Regions from separate parts of the Mus musculus genome. Here all the other regions are linked to region 1. A link is a contact called in public HiChIP or PLAC-seq data. All regions are on one chromosome and are shown on one strand. The core of a region is the stretch at or near the end of the contact, and the rest is flanking DNA. Distances in the headings are between cores, read along the strand shown. Region 1 holds the start of Moap1 (modulator of apoptosis 1). Region 2 overlaps Unc79 (unc-79 homolog). Region 3 overlaps Lgmn (legumain).

What was found. HiChIP or PLAC-seq counts read pairs in DNA pulled down with a chosen protein or histone mark.
Region 2: a contact with region 1 is called in an H3K27ac HiChIP or PLAC-seq map of epiblast stem cells, with 6 times the contacts expected there. The contact joins the enhancer-like site here to the promoter of Moap1 in region 1. A contact is called at or near these places in 3 of 39 promoter capture datasets (embryonic stem cells, hippocampal neurons and pre-B cells), 2 of 484 Hi-C or Micro-C datasets (B cells and pro-B cells), 2 of 115 datasets of contacts at active chromatin or transcription factors (epiblast stem cells and large pre-B cells) and 1 of 9 other capture datasets (adipose tissue).
Region 3: an H3K4me3 HiChIP or PLAC-seq map of bone marrow-derived macrophages shows a contact between it and region 1, with 3 times the contacts expected there. The contact joins the enhancer-like site here to the promoter of Moap1 in region 1. A contact is called at or near these places in 2 of 39 promoter capture datasets (liver and neutrophils), 8 of 484 Hi-C or Micro-C datasets (cerebral cortex, embryonic stem cells, reprogramming fibroblasts and 1 more), 10 of 115 datasets of contacts at active chromatin or transcription factors (bone marrow-derived macrophages, effector CD8 T cells, embryonic stem cells and 2 more) and 3 of 9 other capture datasets (adipose tissue, embryonic stem cells and liver).

Annotation. Positions count from the first base shown.
Region 1 is chr12:102,740,550-102,745,663 of GRCm38.p6, reverse strand. It overlaps Moap1 (modulator of apoptosis 1), which reads left to right and starts at 2,003. Exons shown (of 2, transcript NM_001142937.2): 1 at 2,003-2,121; 2 at 2,270-5,114. The coding sequence starts at 2,376. The coding sequence ends at 3,434. Gm20604 (predicted gene 20604) reads left to right here. Exons shown (of 2, transcript NM_001142939.1): 2 at 2,270-5,114. The coding sequence ends at 2,292. Tmem251 (transmembrane protein 251) reads right to left here and starts at 1,904. Exons shown (of 2, transcript NM_177140.4): 1 at 1,498-1,904; 2 at 258-1,064. The coding sequence starts at 1,577. The coding sequence ends at 653.
Region 2 is chr12:103,140,282-103,145,395 of GRCm38.p6, reverse strand. It overlaps Unc79 (unc-79 homolog), which reads right to left. Exons shown (of 49, transcript NM_001081017.2): 36 at 3,512-3,624; 37 at 3,332-3,417; 38 at 2,636-2,809. Among named protein-coding and RNA genes, the nearest start is that of Prima1, 99 kb to the left of the region's middle. Within about 2 kb of position 2,770, at least 18 of the 459 cell types and tissues checked have an H3K27ac peak or open chromatin away from gene starts, as enhancers often do.
Region 3 is chr12:102,392,458-102,397,571 of GRCm38.p6, reverse strand. It overlaps Lgmn (legumain), which reads left to right. Exons shown (of 14, transcript NM_011175.4): 12 at 1,758-1,928; 13 at 2,663-2,730; 14 at 2,960-3,490. The coding sequence ends at 3,002. Among named protein-coding and RNA genes, the nearest start is that of Lgmn, 45 kb to the left of the region's middle. Within about 2 kb of position 2,966, at least 6 of the 459 cell types and tissues checked have an H3K27ac peak or open chromatin away from gene starts, as enhancers often do. A contact at or near this core is called in bone marrow-derived macrophages, where this site is marked.

The DNA.
Region 1 (5,114 bases), core at 754-3,253:
GTTGGGGAGGCAGGGGCAGGCAAGAATTTGAAGCCAGCCTGATCTACAGGGCAAGTTCCAGGACAGCCAGGGCACACTGAGTAACTGTCTTGAAAAGCACAAAGGCTTAGATTCTATCCCCAGCACTCTCCCCTACCTACCCACCTCCCCCGAAAAAAACAGAAAGGTGATAGCCATCTCATTAATTTTCTACCAATTCCATGTAAACTGAAAGCAGGATTAGTGTCTTAGTCTGAAAATTTTTAAAGCAAGCAAAGTAATTGTATAAAATTTAAATTTTATGATCATGGTCAGACCTTTTTACATTTAACACAATGGAAATATTTTCCCCAATGGAAAAATTTCTGAATCATACTATGTTGCACATAGAATAGAAATAAAAAAATTCAGGCGCTTATTCAAGTTTCTAAAGACTGCAGGTTACAAGCCACTATTTTACTTCCAAACTCTGAAGTCATCAACATGATTGTGTAGTACTATATTTCAGGCTTTACCTAAAAAGTCATTATTCAGATAAAGTAGTCAGTCCTCTTGTCACTTTTTAAGTCTCGTTCCACCACAACTTCCTGAGACCTGTGAAGAAACTGCAGTCTTGTGGTCAGCCACTATACAGTGCTGGCAGTCTTACAATAAGGGAAACCGGTGATGGGTGTTATGTGTCAATCAGTTGTAGTCTGCTGATCTGATTAGAAGCCTTGACAAATGCCTGATGACGATTGCAGATAACTGCCAAGCATATGGGGATAATACAGTAGCCCACTGTTTTGGGATCCGCTCTCGTACAAGAATAAAGGAACAAAAACATCTGTAAGTACGGAATCAAGAAAATAATTGTCCACAACCAAAAGGGCAGGGAAAGTAACCGAGCTTTCAAGGAGTGTGTCCATGTGGTTCCTTCCCGAGGCTCCTCAGGGTGCTGCAGAATGTGTTCCAAAGCCAACCTGTTGTAAGTCTCATTGATTTCAAAAACATAATAAAACGCTGCTGCACTTGCTAGCAAATACAGTCCCACTCCAATCCATCCCATCCGCTGACGGAAGTTCATCATTCTCCATGCTCTGTGCCTTCAATGCAAACACAGAAAAATTATTGTTAAGGTCTAATAATGTTGCCATGGCAACTATTCCAAGTGCACATGATTTAAATTCAAGAGTTCTGAAAAGCACGAGCATTTTAAGATTTAACAGCTGTAAACAGCTTACAGGTGGTTTTATATAACAGTTGTAAGCACATAAAAATACTGGTTTCAGTGTCTACTGAGTGCTGTTATTTATGTGAACCCCAGAGTGAATGAATCATCACTTCTTGCTTGAGTAGACCCAGTACACCTTCGTTTCAGATAATGAAACATCTAGTTTCCCCACAGGACGTTGCTCTTGACAGTTGAAATGCTTTCTGGCTTAACACTATTTCAGACGTGGGCACTGGGTTGAGTTCTACTCGTTAAACCAACGTCGGAGTCCCCAAGTTAAGACGGTAACTCTTTCAAACACTTACAGTGGTCCCGAAAATCTTCCTGTTCCCCCTGCAAGCGAGCAAGAGTCACTCAGTTCTGAACAGTCAGGTGCCTTTGGCATTTCAGAACAAGCCACCTTAAGAGAAACCCTCTGGGTCGCGCAGCTGAAGAAGGTGAGCGCGGCGGCGGGAGCACGAGCTAGTAGTGATTAAGCTCAGCGTGACTACGGCTGGTCACGCGGCGGCGGCGGGCCCCGTCGCCCTCCGGAGCCCCAGGCGGGGGGAACCACCTGGAGATGCCGGGCCCGCCCCCCACTGCACCCGCCGCCGAGCTGAGCTGGGCAGTGGCGCCAGGCTTGGCCTGCAGAGGCCCGAGCTCGGCTCCCGGCCGGACGCCGGGCCAGCCTGACAGCCAAGCCGAGCAGCCCCGGGTCTCACCTTCCTGTCCTGAGTGGCCCGCCCGCTCGCAGTCCCGGATACCGCCGCATTCAGAGCTTCCGTCTAGGGCCGGAAACGCGCGCCGGCCTCTCATGACGTCAGGCTGTCAGCTTCGCGCCGCCTCCAGAGGCGGTTGTCTGTTCCCTGAGGCGTTTGCTGCGGTCGTTCTTCTGCCCTCGGCCGGGAGGCGGGCGCGGGGAGCCCGGGTCTCTCCTAAACCCCGCAAAGGTCAGACGTCCTCTCCGGGACCCAAGCGATGTATCTACGGGCAGGTGATCCTGATGGCGTTCGTTTCTAAGCGCCTGTGGCGGGTGGGCGGAGGAACTGCTCGGGAGTCAGACACGGTTAACTTAACGTGGATGCTCTGTTTTCTCAGGCTCCCGGACCTCTGCGTGTTAAAGAGACGAGCACGCACATCACTGTAAGCGGCGGCGGCGGCGGCGGCGCCCTGGTCGAATTAGAATTTAAATACTCTGAGCACCATGACACTGAGACTTCTAGAAGACTGGTGCAGAGGGATGGATATGAATCCTCGGAAAGCACTATTGGTTGCCGGCATCCCTCCGACCTGCGGAGTGGCAGACATAGAGGAGGCCCTGCAGGCTGGCCTTGCTCCCTTAGGGGAACACAGACTGCTTGGGAGGATGTTCAGGAGGGATGAGAACAAGAATGTAGCCCTGATTGGGCTTACAGTAGAGACTGGCAGTGCCCTGGTCCCCAAGGAAATACCTGCAAAAGGAGGTGTCTGGAGAGTGATCTTTAAGCCTCCTGATACTGATAGTGACTTTTTGTGCAGATTAAATGAGTTTTTAAAGGGGGAGGGCATGACGATGGGTGAATTAACCAGAGTTCTTGGGAATCGGAATGACCCTCTCGGCCTAGACCCGGGCATAATGATCCCTGAAATTCGAGCACCCATGTTAGCACAGGCATTAAATGAGGCCCTTAAGCCTACCCTGCAGTATCTGAGGTACAAAAAGCTGAGTGTGTTCTCAGGCAGGGATCCTCCAGGACCAGGTGAGGAAGAATTTGAATCTTGGATGTTTCATACTTCCCAAGTAATGAAAACATGGCAGGTGTCAGATGTAGAGAAAAGAAGGCGGTTGATAGAGAGCCTTAGAGGTCCAGCATTTGAAATTATTCGAGTCCTCAAGATAAACAACCCCTTCATTACAGTTGCAGAATGCCTGAAGACGCTTGAGACAATATTTGGGATTATTGATAATCCTAGAGCATTGCAGGTCAAATACCTTACTACTTATCAGAAGACTGATGAAAAGCTGTCTGCCTATGTTCTAAGGTTGGAGCCTTTATTGCAGAAACTGGTTCAGAAAGGAGCAATTGAGAAAGAAGTTGTGAATCAGGCCCGTCTAGACCAAGTCATTGCTGGGGCAGTCCACAAATCAGTTCGAAGAGAGCTTGGGCTGCCGGAGGGTAGCCCAGCCCCAGGCTTACTGCAGTTGCTGACACTGATAAAAGATAAGGAGGCCGAAGAAGAAGAGGTCCTCCTTCAGGCCGAATTAGAAGGCTATTGCACTTGACCCAAGACCCAAGGCTGTCATGAGCAGAACAAGATGGAAGAGCTCATTGCAGAGATCAGCCCATCCACTCTTTATGCTGCCAAAGTAACTCGCCCTTTGTCGTGTTGTTTACTGAATGTCTCCCCAATGTTTTACTGATAAAAATGATGTCATTCTACACTGATAATTATTTAAATCAAAAGACCATTCTGCTAGTACAGTGTCCCAGCAAGTCAAAAGTTTATATGCATGTTTAATAGTCATATGTGATGGTGCTATCAGTTATCAATAGTTTTCAGGTGTTGCCCACATTTATGCTGAAGACCCTGAGCCAAGGCTGGTTAAGATATTTAGTTTCTTTTATTAAAATCAGTTATCGATTCTGTGCAATCAAAAAGCACAACTGAATGCTGTGGTCAGTTCTACAACTAGTTTTAGGTTTGTGACTATCTGATATGTTGCCAAAACGTCTGCTTCTAAATATCATTTTCTTGGAGTAATAAAGAAATGATAATAAAATATTTGATCTTTGTATACATTGTAATACTACATTTGAAGGAAAATAATTTTTTGGCTTTGTTTTTAAGACAGTTTCTCTGTGCAGCTTTAGCTGTGCTGGAACCCACTCTATAGACCCAGGGTAGTCTCAAACTCAGAAATGTGCCTCCTGAGTGCTGGAATTAAAGGCCTGCACAACTACACTAGGCTGAACAAAAGTTTTTATAGTGTGAATCTGAAAGCCACTGAAATTACAGACTTAGTTCTTTGAACTCTTGGCACCTAGGGGATAGGAACTTGCTTGTTTGACAGGAACCAGACTATAAACAGATTGTGGCGAGTAGTAGGCCCATCAATATTGAATTTTGAGGGAGAAAGGGAAGATGAAGGTTTGTGTTTTTCCAACCCTGGTGCTACACACCTATAACCCCAGTGCTTAACAAGTAAAGCCAAAGTCAGGAAGACTGGCCTCTCAAGGCCAGCCAGAACTACAGAGGGAGGCCCTACCTCCAAAGAGAAAACTACATACAGGGAAACTAAGATCACCTGGGAAATGGATGTATGCCCAAGACGAAGCAGGCAGTAATGAGAGCTGTTCTGGTTCTTGCAAAGCTGCTGTTCTCTCTACTAAGGGAGGGAACTACACAAAGAATCAAGGCCAGACTGTCACCGTGTGTACATGTAGTCTTGGGAGTGTGATAGATTACTCTGAGTTAGGAATACATGGAAAGTTTCCTTATGTTCTCCACTGCAGAATGGCATGTGGACTCTTGAGAGCTGTGATTCTGCTCATGTTTGTATAGTGGCTTAAGATACATTATGCACTGTCCTGCAGGTCACTCATTTGCTGCCTCGGTGAGAAACTTTACATTTTGTATAGACACACAAGCATTAATAAATGCCACGCCTCTTCTGTATGTGAGACCCTAAGCTGAGGGGGTAAACTCGACAGGATAATCCCTGCTTTGAAGGTTTATTCAGACTCAGTATTAATGGCTGACATTGGATGTATCCTTGGCCAGCGACTAAGTACTAGCTGAAGAAGAAGCTGTCTCTTCCCACCTCCCATTTTATGAATAAGATGAGGCACAGAAAAATAACTTGTCTGTGGTTTTACAGGTAGTAATGTGGCTAGCCCCTGGCTCCAGGTCTTTTTATTCTGGGTAGATCATAGGCTCAGAGATCTTTAGGTGCTGGTCTTTG
Region 2 (5,114 bases), core at 1,521-4,020, 400 kb before region 1:
ATAGAAATCTTTAGTCCAAATAAGATCCAGTTTTATCATCCTTTCTCTGGGATTTGTTTCTTATTTTAACATTTCACAAGGCTAGGGATTAAATTTGGTCCTTGTGCATAGAAAAAGGGTGTGGCACTGCTGAGCTACCTGTCCCCAGTCCCTAGGGGGTGAAGCCATCTTCCCTTTGTCAGGAAAAGACATGACCTGGAACCTGGAGAAAAGTAGCAAAATTTTTGAGAAAAAAAAAAAAAAAAAACAAGATTCTACATGAAAATGTGCTTTGAAAATCCCTGTGTTTACAGAGACTGGGAGGAAATGGCAGAGCACAAATAAGCTGCCCTTTACTGTTGCAAGCATATCCTTAGCAACATTTCTACAAGGTTGCACTGAAGCCTTCCACACAGTACAGACTAAGCCAGAGGGAATCATCTTGGATCCCAGGACTTGCAGCTCGTCTGTCACCTGAAATTTGCATTTGTTCAAATGCAAATCCTCGGGCCAAACTCTGACCAGTCGTGGCCCTGTGTTTAGCAGGAGCTGCGGTGCACCCTGAAGTCCAAGATCCACTTCAATGAGACTTCTCAAAAGCAAACTGCAAGCTTTTCAGTGGAGAGTATTACTTTCCCAAGAGATTAAGGACAAAACGGAATCAGTTCTCAGATCTGACCTAGCAGGGAACGCTCTTACACAAATCCTGACGGCATTTTCTAAGTATCTTTTAAAAAGAACCTCGGCCTGTTCAATATGCCAATTGCCTTCAGAATTGGTGTGACATTTACTTACTTTAAAGCAGGAGCTGAAAACTAGCTGCTAATCAGGCCAAACTCTAGTGACTTAAAAGCCAGAAAATGTCATCTTAGTTGGGGGAAGATCTGTATGCTGAGGCCTGTTCCCACATAGCCACCATCAGCAGGAGAGGAGGGCAGTCCTCCATAGGTGCCATGCATTAACGCTGTCAAGGGGCTCCGTTCTCCGTAGTACCTTGCCTCTCACCACACCACTCAACTCATTAAGGGTGGAGTCCCTGCAGGCGCAGCTGATTGTCACAAATTAGGCATGCCAGTTGTTTACAGCAGCAGCACCCCCTGCTGGTCAGTATGGAGTTCAGCATCTTCATTATCGGGATAGGTGCTTCTGAATGGCTCGTGTGTGTGTGTGTGTGTGTGTGTGTGTGTGTGTGTGTGTGTGTGTGTGTGTGTGTGTGTGTGTGCACACATATGGATGTTTGAAATCTTTGGGAATCAGTCTTTCCATCCATTGTGGGGGACTTGGGAATTGAACTCAGATTGTCAGGCTTGGTGGCAAGCACCCTTACTCCCTGAGCTATCTAGCTAGCCCAGGACTAGTCCTCTTTGCTTGGATTTGCTCATCTACTTTAAGCTATGGATAAACAGGTAACCCAGAGAGTGGTGATACAGAAACCTGGGCTGCTCTCCACAGTCCCCTTGAACCCTAGCAACAGCACTCGGCAAGCTAAAGGCTCCGAATTACCAGCTCCTTATCAGCATCCTTATTAGCATCCACTGGTTCCACAACTGTGATTGCCACGGTTAGCTGACCTCTGCAACATCTTATACATATGAGGCATTTATTCCAGAAGTACCAACATGTGACTTCACTGGTCAGATGAACAAGTTATTCGACTTTGCTTTGTAGTAATTTTATCTGAGTTACATGAAGAAGTCACACAACTCTAGTGGAGACAAAGGGACAAAGAAGTGGCTCTGCCAAGGCTGGCTACCTCCTGGCCCCGGTCCTGGAGATACAAACGCTTGCGGCTTTCTTGGTTTACAGCAGTGTGCAGTCATACAGGAGCACTAGACTGGGAGTCAGGAGGCGTGAGTTCCAACCTTCTCCCCACCTCCATGGAGCAATTACAACTCACACCTCCTCTCTTACGGTACAACTCTTTATTTGATGACATACAGGAAGAATGTGTCTTATTGGTTTCTCCCGCTTTAATAAAACAAGTTCCTGCTTTTCTTTCTTTCCTTTTCTATTTTTTTTTTTTTTTTTTATTATCAGGCCCCTGACGACAATGACCCTTGAACTACAGATTAACCACTGAATATCATCTTGCTCTTTCCTGAACATTACTCAGAAAAACCGAAACAAAGCAAAGCAAAACAAAACAAAACACATGCCACTTTAAATAATTCTCTAAAGCTAACACTTTACCTACGTCTGGATTCCTTTTAGATAAGCTATTAATTTCCTTGCCTATTGGATATCCACTTGAGAAGAGCATTTCTGCAGAAAGCCCACCTAAGGACTGGGGATATAGTTCAGTAATAGGATGATTACCTAGCATGCACAGGAGGCTGAGTTCTAGCTCCCTCGCTGAAAATGAAACAAACACAAATTTTAAAAAGAAAGAAAGGAAAGAAACAAACCACAGTCGGTTGGCATTCAACTAAAAACCACGTGGTCACGGGGTACCTTCATTATCAGCAAGCAAAGTACCCACTCCATGCTGCCGACAGCAGAGTGGATGACCTAAATAACTCTCTCCTCTAGCTGACAGATTTCCCCTAGCTTCTTGGGCTCTATCAGATCACCTGACCGACCGTGCTTCGCATGTTGGTCTCTGTAAGCAGATGGGCAGAAAGTAATGGAAGCTAAAAAAAACTTGGGCTGAGCTCACCTTCAGAGGTAAAACACAAGGCAGCTTGGCAAAAAATGTCTGAAACTGGTTGCTGATTGTGGTCCAGAGACTACTAGGAGAATCCATGGGCAGAGCTTCCATGAACGTGGCAATGTTTTCCAAACAGCGTATCATAGCACCCCCTGCTGGTAAATTCTTTTTGTTATTTAGACCCTAAAAACACAAAAGCATAGGCAATCAACTGCTGAAACAGGACACGAATCATAAAGCTACCCAGAGAAGGTTTGCTTAGAAACCTTAAATATTTGCACTATAAACACGATGGGCTGCCTGCTACACAGGCTGACTGCTCTAACAGCCAGAAGGAATACAGAGGGAAACCAGCTACATTTAGTAAAACGGCAGGGGCAAAACTAATGATCTTTATGTCCTGAAGATAAAATGGGATCATGAATTAAGAACTCTCTAAGGATATAGAATGGGTCTGGATGGGTGCTAAGAAGGTAATGAACAACGCCTGCTGGAAAGACTCTTCCAAAGTAAAGATTGGAGCTGTTGATAATAGCAGCCGCTGCTTTCTTCCTAGCAACACCTGGGCATGGTGAAGCAGTCTGGGACTTCTCTATGTTAGATACAACACTTCACCGTGAAGCAGTCCAGGGGTGCCTCAGGGAGGGAGACAGATGTGGTACATAACTTTGCCTGGGACCTAGGGTACCTTTCACGCAAACCTACCTCCAAGAGCTGACTGAGGGCAGCAATTGAGCTCAGCTCGTTGAAGTCCATGAGAGATGTGGCTAAGGTCCTTAAAAAAGTCCCATCTATAAAGCAAATGATCAGATTTAGTAGGCTTTCTGGGGACTGGCCAGGCTTGTGGTGTCTGGGTCCTGGGGTGGGGGTGGGGGGATGAGTTACCTTTGATGGCACTCTGGAAGAGCTGAGGGAAGATGCCATTGGGGGCCAGCTGATGGAAGATGCAGCGCAGGAACTGCTTGGCCACACCTGCTGCATTGCCTGGAACCATCATGCTGCGTTCAAACAGAGAGGACAACACAAGCTATAGACCAACGAGCATGCATGCAATGATTTAGAGGTTAGGCTCTGAGCGCCACAGTTTTATCCACTATCTTTCTTGCTAGTTTCCCCCAGAGAGATGAAATTACCCATAGTCAAACCTAATACTTCATAACAATTTTTTTCAGACAGATCCATAAAGTGCCAAAGTGACAGCAGAATTATTCCAGGACTCTCCAAGTATAGCTGAGTATCCCAAAGCCAGTGACTTTCAAAGGCCACAAAGTCTAGAAGTGGATAAGAGTTATCAGCAAGAGCCTAGCAAGGCCAAGAGAGGGTTGCCCTGAGGGAATGCAGTGAGAATATCCTCACTTCTTTTGGGAGATCCGCCATGTTTTCTTGGAGCATCTGAGCTGGCACTTGTAACAAAAAGTACCTGAGGGTTTTACATGGCTCTGTCTCTTAGACAAAAGCAGCAGAGAGAATAATTCCTGAGGTGGTTGGGTAGGGGAGTAGGTTACCAGAAGGAAGAAATCAAAGGTCCCAAGTGGATGAAGGGCAAGAAGCTCTCCTAAGCTAGGTACATCAGCCTCTGCCTCATCATGCCAAGTCCACCTTGGAACATTGGTTCAAAGGTCAAAGGCGGCCTCCAGGGAAAACAGAGCCCTAAACTTATGACTGACATAAATAAACAGAACAAGGGAAACTTTTGGCTATTTGTTTCATGAGGCCCCCATAGCCCTAAAACTAACATCAGATAAATCTGAATAAATAAATAAATAAACAAACAAACAAACACAAAGGAACAGGAAGAGAAAAACACAGCACAGTATTCCTCTGGACACTGGATCCAACTATAGATGACAAGGATAATATATCATGATCACATAGGGTTTATCCATAGAATGCCAGAATAACGTCACAATCAACATAGGGGCTGGGGAAACGGCCAGGAGAAGGACCAGAGTTCAGATCCTCCATGTGGGCACAGTGAACCACCTAGAGCTTGAGCCTCGGAGGATGGAGCTCCAGGATGCTCTGCGTGAGCAAGCTTCCTACCCAGACTAGCAGCATAGCAAGGTCTGAGGCTTGGTGGAGAGACCCTGCCTCAAAGTATGAGGCAGGAGGATGACCAAGGAGGACTCCTGATGTCAACTGTGGGCCTCCACACGCCAATGCGCACAGCTACAGACATGCACACTCACATACATGTGAACCATCACGTCACATATATACACATTTGCTAACACAAAAAAAGAAGAGAAAAAATCAATCAATGTGATTCAACATATTAAAATAAAAACACATGAGTTTTAAATTACTCAACATATTGGAAATAGAAGAAAACAGTTTGTTTTTTAAAAAAAGTGTCTGTGAAAACAAAAACAAAACACAACAAAAAAAATCCCTGGCTAACACATAACCAGAATGAGATTGTGAAGGCAGGAAACAAAACAGGAACGGCCATTTCCACATCCCTTATTGTACTGGTGGCTCTACCTAC
Region 3 (5,114 bases), core at 1,717-4,216, 350 kb after region 1:
AGTGGTCCCAGCCTGTAGCCCTTCCTGAAGTTGACGTCTCTGTGCCTCATAGCTGCTGAGGTCTGCAGTTGGTGGACTTGGCAGGGGGGTCCTCCTGGTCGTAGCTGTGTACTCTCTCATCTGTGCCTGTGTGTTCCAACAAAGCCAGTCTGTGGTCACGCTTGTCCCCCGTCAACACGGGACACTGTGGGATATGTGAAGTTTAAAAGTGAAACAAACAAACAAACACCTTTTGATCTATTTTACTTTTCCAAGTAGAAACCCATGTATCTCAGGCTGGCCATCTCCAGCTTGCTACTTAGCCGAGGGTGGCCTTGAACTTCTGATCCTCTTCCTCCGCTTCTGAGCGCTGGCGTTTTATGCTCCCTGAGTACATGGTTCTTAGGATTAGGAATTGAACCCAGGGTTTCACACATGCTAGGCAAGCTCTCTACCATCTGTGCTGCATGTGCAGCACCCATGAATGTGTTTTAAATGCCAATCTTTTCTCATTCATTCATTCATTCATTCATTTTGAAACTTGTCACCCCAGAATGTTGACAACCTGAGTAGCCAGGCTGTTTTTAACTGGTGTCAAACACAGTGACAATAACTGTCCTCTTTCTTTCTAACCTCTGGCCTCTTGAGTCCCGCTGTTTATTGTTCCCTGGGAGGTTTTGTCTGTGATGGGTTATTGTTATAGTGTCTTAAGAGATAAAATGATTCAGACACTGTGTCCAATGCCTCCAAGTCCCAGCCCTCGGGAGGTGGGGGCAGCGAGATCAGGAGTTCCTTAGCTGCTATATTGAATTAGAGGTCAACCTGGGTTACATGAGGCCGTGTCTCAGAACAAGTAACAGCTCCGTGAAAAGAGCCTTTTGTCTTTGTCCTCTGGGTAGACATGGAAACCGAACCAGAGTTTCCTTGTATTGGCCTCTGAGCCATTGTGTATATTGTAGAATTTCTCTGGTTTTGGCAGTAAATCTGAAAACTATCTCTAAGCCTACACACTTACTGATTCAACAGTTTCCTGCTTTACACCTTTATGTAAAATAAACTAAGAAAAAGAATCAAGATAAAAACAACATTGAACTCATGCAGCACAGTAGCATTGCTTCACGTCCACCGACGGCTGCGCCCAGTGTGACAGGGAACAGCTGGTGTTTACTCTGTGGCCCTGGGGTTTTTGCTGAAGCATGGGAAGCCATTACGGGGTCCGCAGGGCTCTAGGGACCCCCGTGTTTGGGACCACACGTGGCTCCATCACACAGTTTCTGGCGAGTGTGAACAGTTCATCCATGCAGAAGATGAACACTGGGTTGGTCAGAGACTTCGTGGATGTTTGGGTTCAGCAGTGCCTTCTTTATGTTGCTATTTCATCATCTGGGAGGAACACGTAGTGGGGGGGGGGTGTGTGTGGCCTGTGTTCTCTGTGTACTCACCCTGGTTTCCTGAGCATGCAGAGGTGCCCAGGAGCAGGCAGGGACTGATGAGGATAGCAGTGTGCTGAGGCAGGTCTCAGTCAGGCACAGGCGAACCTCCAGGTGACACGGGTCAGTTCTGCTGTGATCTAGAAGGTCTGGCCTTTCCAGTGTCACAGAAACCAAACACATACCTAGCATCTCTCTTGAATGCATCTGTTAAATTGGTTTAATTCTCGGTGGGTTGAGGGCAGTGTCAGGATAGTTCTCTGAATATGCTGCTTACTATAGAGCCCGGGGAGAGTACTTTAAGCTAGACTCGTTTTGAAATGCTGCCTGTCTTTTTTTTTTCCCTAGGCCAGGCACGTCATTGAGAAGTCTGTGCACAAGATCGTTTCCCTGCTGGCGGGATTTGGGGAAACTGCTGAGAGACATCTGTCAGAGAGGACCATGCTCACAGCACATGACTGCTACCAGGAGGCTGTAACCCACTTCCGCACACACTGCTTTAACTGGCACTCTGTCACGGTGAGCCCAGCTAGGGTCCTCAGGTCTCCTGCATCTGAGATGTTAGTGCTAAACTCAGGTGCACTGGCTTGTATGGAAAGATTCTCTCTGGACCGTAGTCATGTGTCTTGTCTACCAGAGTCATAGGTGACAACTCCCATTACTGTTGCCTTTGAAGGGTGCTTGCTTCTCATGATGATGTGACCCCCACAACCCTCGCATCATCCTCACATCTCCAGACATTGGCTTCTTTCTTCCTCCTGATGTCTTCTGTCTATTCCCCAAGATTTATCATTGTTGGAGCACACGCTAGTCTATGGAGAAGGAAGAACTATGTTTCGGCCAGTTGTAGAGTCAGTCAGCTAGTCGGTCCCTAAAACGCCCTGTGGTCACAATGGGATGCTTGACTCCTCCTGGAGCAAGGTGGGCAGACTGTGGCCCGTAGACCAAACCCTGGCAGAGCCTGGCTTTGAACCTTTGTCGTCCAGTTTGGCATTTGTGCGTCATGCTTCCCTCCTCAGCTGGGTTCCCAGAATCAGCTGAAGCTGGACAGAGTTTCAGCAGCCCCAGCAGCCCTGAGGTTTGTGTGCGAATGTTTGTCTCTCCCCGGGAGAGCGTGTGAATGCCTACAGATTGCCGAAAGAAGATGGCAGACCTGTGACCCAAACGGACCTCCAACTCCTGGCTGAAATGGCTTTGTCTCTGTGACTACTGCATGGTGAGGTGCTCACGTGTGGGTCTCTGTTTTCTTGCAGTACGAGCATGCCTTGCGGTACTTGTATGTGCTGGCCAATCTCTGTGAGGCACCATATCCGATTGACAGGTAAAGCAGCGCTTGGCTGGCACTGGGAAGATGGGCATCATTCCAGATGTACTGGGGAGGGCACCACTGGCCTGAGGAGACTGTAGTTCCTGAGGCCACTCATTGGTGGAATGGGAGGGCGGGTTCCCAGTGGTGATGGCTAGGGACTTTGTCCCGCATGACTCCCCCCATGTCTTGTTTTCTGCAGGGTTGACTTAACTCATCTGATTCATCTTCCTGTTTCTTGCAGGATAGAGATGGCCATGGACAAAGTGTGTCTTAGTCACTACTGAACAGCTCGCTTCCCAATGAGTGAGCACAGTCCACTGGAATATGAACCAACCAGAGACTGAAAGGGCGGAGCCAGAGGCAGCACCCGCGCCCCTGGCCCCCAGGAATACTGCCCGCCCACCCCAGGGCTTGCTTTTTGAAGATACCTGCTTACTAAGAAGCCAGTTTGGGTGGGTAAAGCTCTCTGGAAGAAGGAACTTTGCTTCTTAGGAGTTTTTTTGTTTGTTTGTTTTGGTTTGTTTTGTTGTCCATTAGCTTTCAAGAGCAAATTCCCCGCGGCTTCTCTAGCCAGGGAAGGAATCGTCTGAGAAATTCAAAGCTGAAACCTCTTGCCGTCTTCACAGTGATTTCACTGAAGAAGAGGGTGGAAAGCAAGCCCCTATGGGAGAATTATTTTTAGAATTATATAATTTTTGATTGCTTTTATATTTTATTCTGTAATAATGGATGTCTTAAAACAAATAAGTGAAGTGAGACATTTGTTTCTGGACTCTGGCTTTGTGGTTTGTGTTTTACCCTCATGGTGGGCTGACCCTTCCCTGCTCCACGCTCTGTGAGCTTGCAGCCCCCCTCAACCCCCCCCCCGCCCACCCCTGTTCCTTTTGCCCTACAATGCCTGACTGTTTAGCTCTTCACCCCGATCAGTTTCAGGGGCCTTTCTTCCTTAAGTTTCACTCCGCCTCTTCATCTTCCTACCTGTTCTGATTGGAATAGGAAATATCCCCTACAGGCTTGTATGCTGAGTGTTTGGTCCTAGCTGGCAGCACTGGTTTGGGAAGTTCTGGAAACTCTAGGATGTGGGGCCTCGCTAGAGGAAGCAGGTCCCTGGGGTTGTACTTTGGAGGCTATGCTTGCTCCCTAGACTCCATCCATTGCTCCATTTCTTGCCACTGAGAGGGGTGGAACTTTTCCCTGCCGTACAGGACACTCAATTCTGCCCAAGCAACTATGCACTGAACCCTCAGGCTATGAAGCAGATTAGTAAGTCCTCCCCTACTAAGTCTTTTCACCATGCTGAGATAGCCTGACTAACCCAGAAACGCCATTAGAAGCAGCTGTTCTCGGCCCTCTGTGGCCATGCATCTCATAGTCAGATGCAAGGCAAGGAGGGGCCACGCCCCTCTGTGTCTCTGGCACAGTACATCCAAGGTGTAGTTGTTAGAGATGTGAAATCAGGGCTCTGTATCCATGCAGGGCAATACTGTAAACAGCAGTAAAAAGGAATGGAGTACCTGTATAGGGCATAGCATTATTAAGCCAATTGAAGCCAAGTGCTAAAACCATGTAGTAGATAGCTTTATGTGACATGTGCTGAACAGGCAAATCCACACACTTATCGGTGCTAGCGACTAAGGAAATAAATGGGAGTGAGAGCGGCTGGGTGTAAGCCTGCTCCCTCAGCCCCCTCTTACAGGATCTTGCTATGTTGCAAGGCAGGCCTGGAACTCAGGAATCCTCCTGCCTCAGCGTCCCAGATAGCCAGACACGGGTGTGCCCCTTCATGCCTGGTTCAGTTTGCTCCCAGGGATGCTGGAGAGTCAGGAAGCTGAGGATTGTGACTGCTCAGTATTTCAGGCACAGGGAGACCCAGACCAAATGGGTTTGAGTGGTGTGGGTCGGGAGCAGGTTTGCTTTGGGAGATGTGTTTGAAAAACATAGATGATCCGTATAACCTAGAAATACTTTTAAAAATTAAAGATAAGCCCTGGAGATGAGTCTGTTTTACCATGACTATGTTATATACAGACCTATAATGAAAAGGTAAAGTTTACACACACACACACACACACACACACACACTCACAAACCTGGAACCATCAACAATAAAGAGACATGTAAACAAAGTAAGAATGTTGCATCCTAGCTGCAGAAACAGCTCTTTTGCTATCAGTCTCCAGGTGGTTTCATGCCCAGGGAGGAGTGATTTCTTACACATTTCACCCCTTTCACCAATTTTAACACATAGAACCTAGGCTCACTCCACTGAGCCTAGGTTAAGAGCGCTGGATGTTCTAGAGGACCCAGGGTCGATTTCCAAGCAGCTACATGGTGGCTCACAACTGTGTTTAACTCCAGTTCCAGGGAACCAATGCTCTTGTCTGGCCTCCACAGGC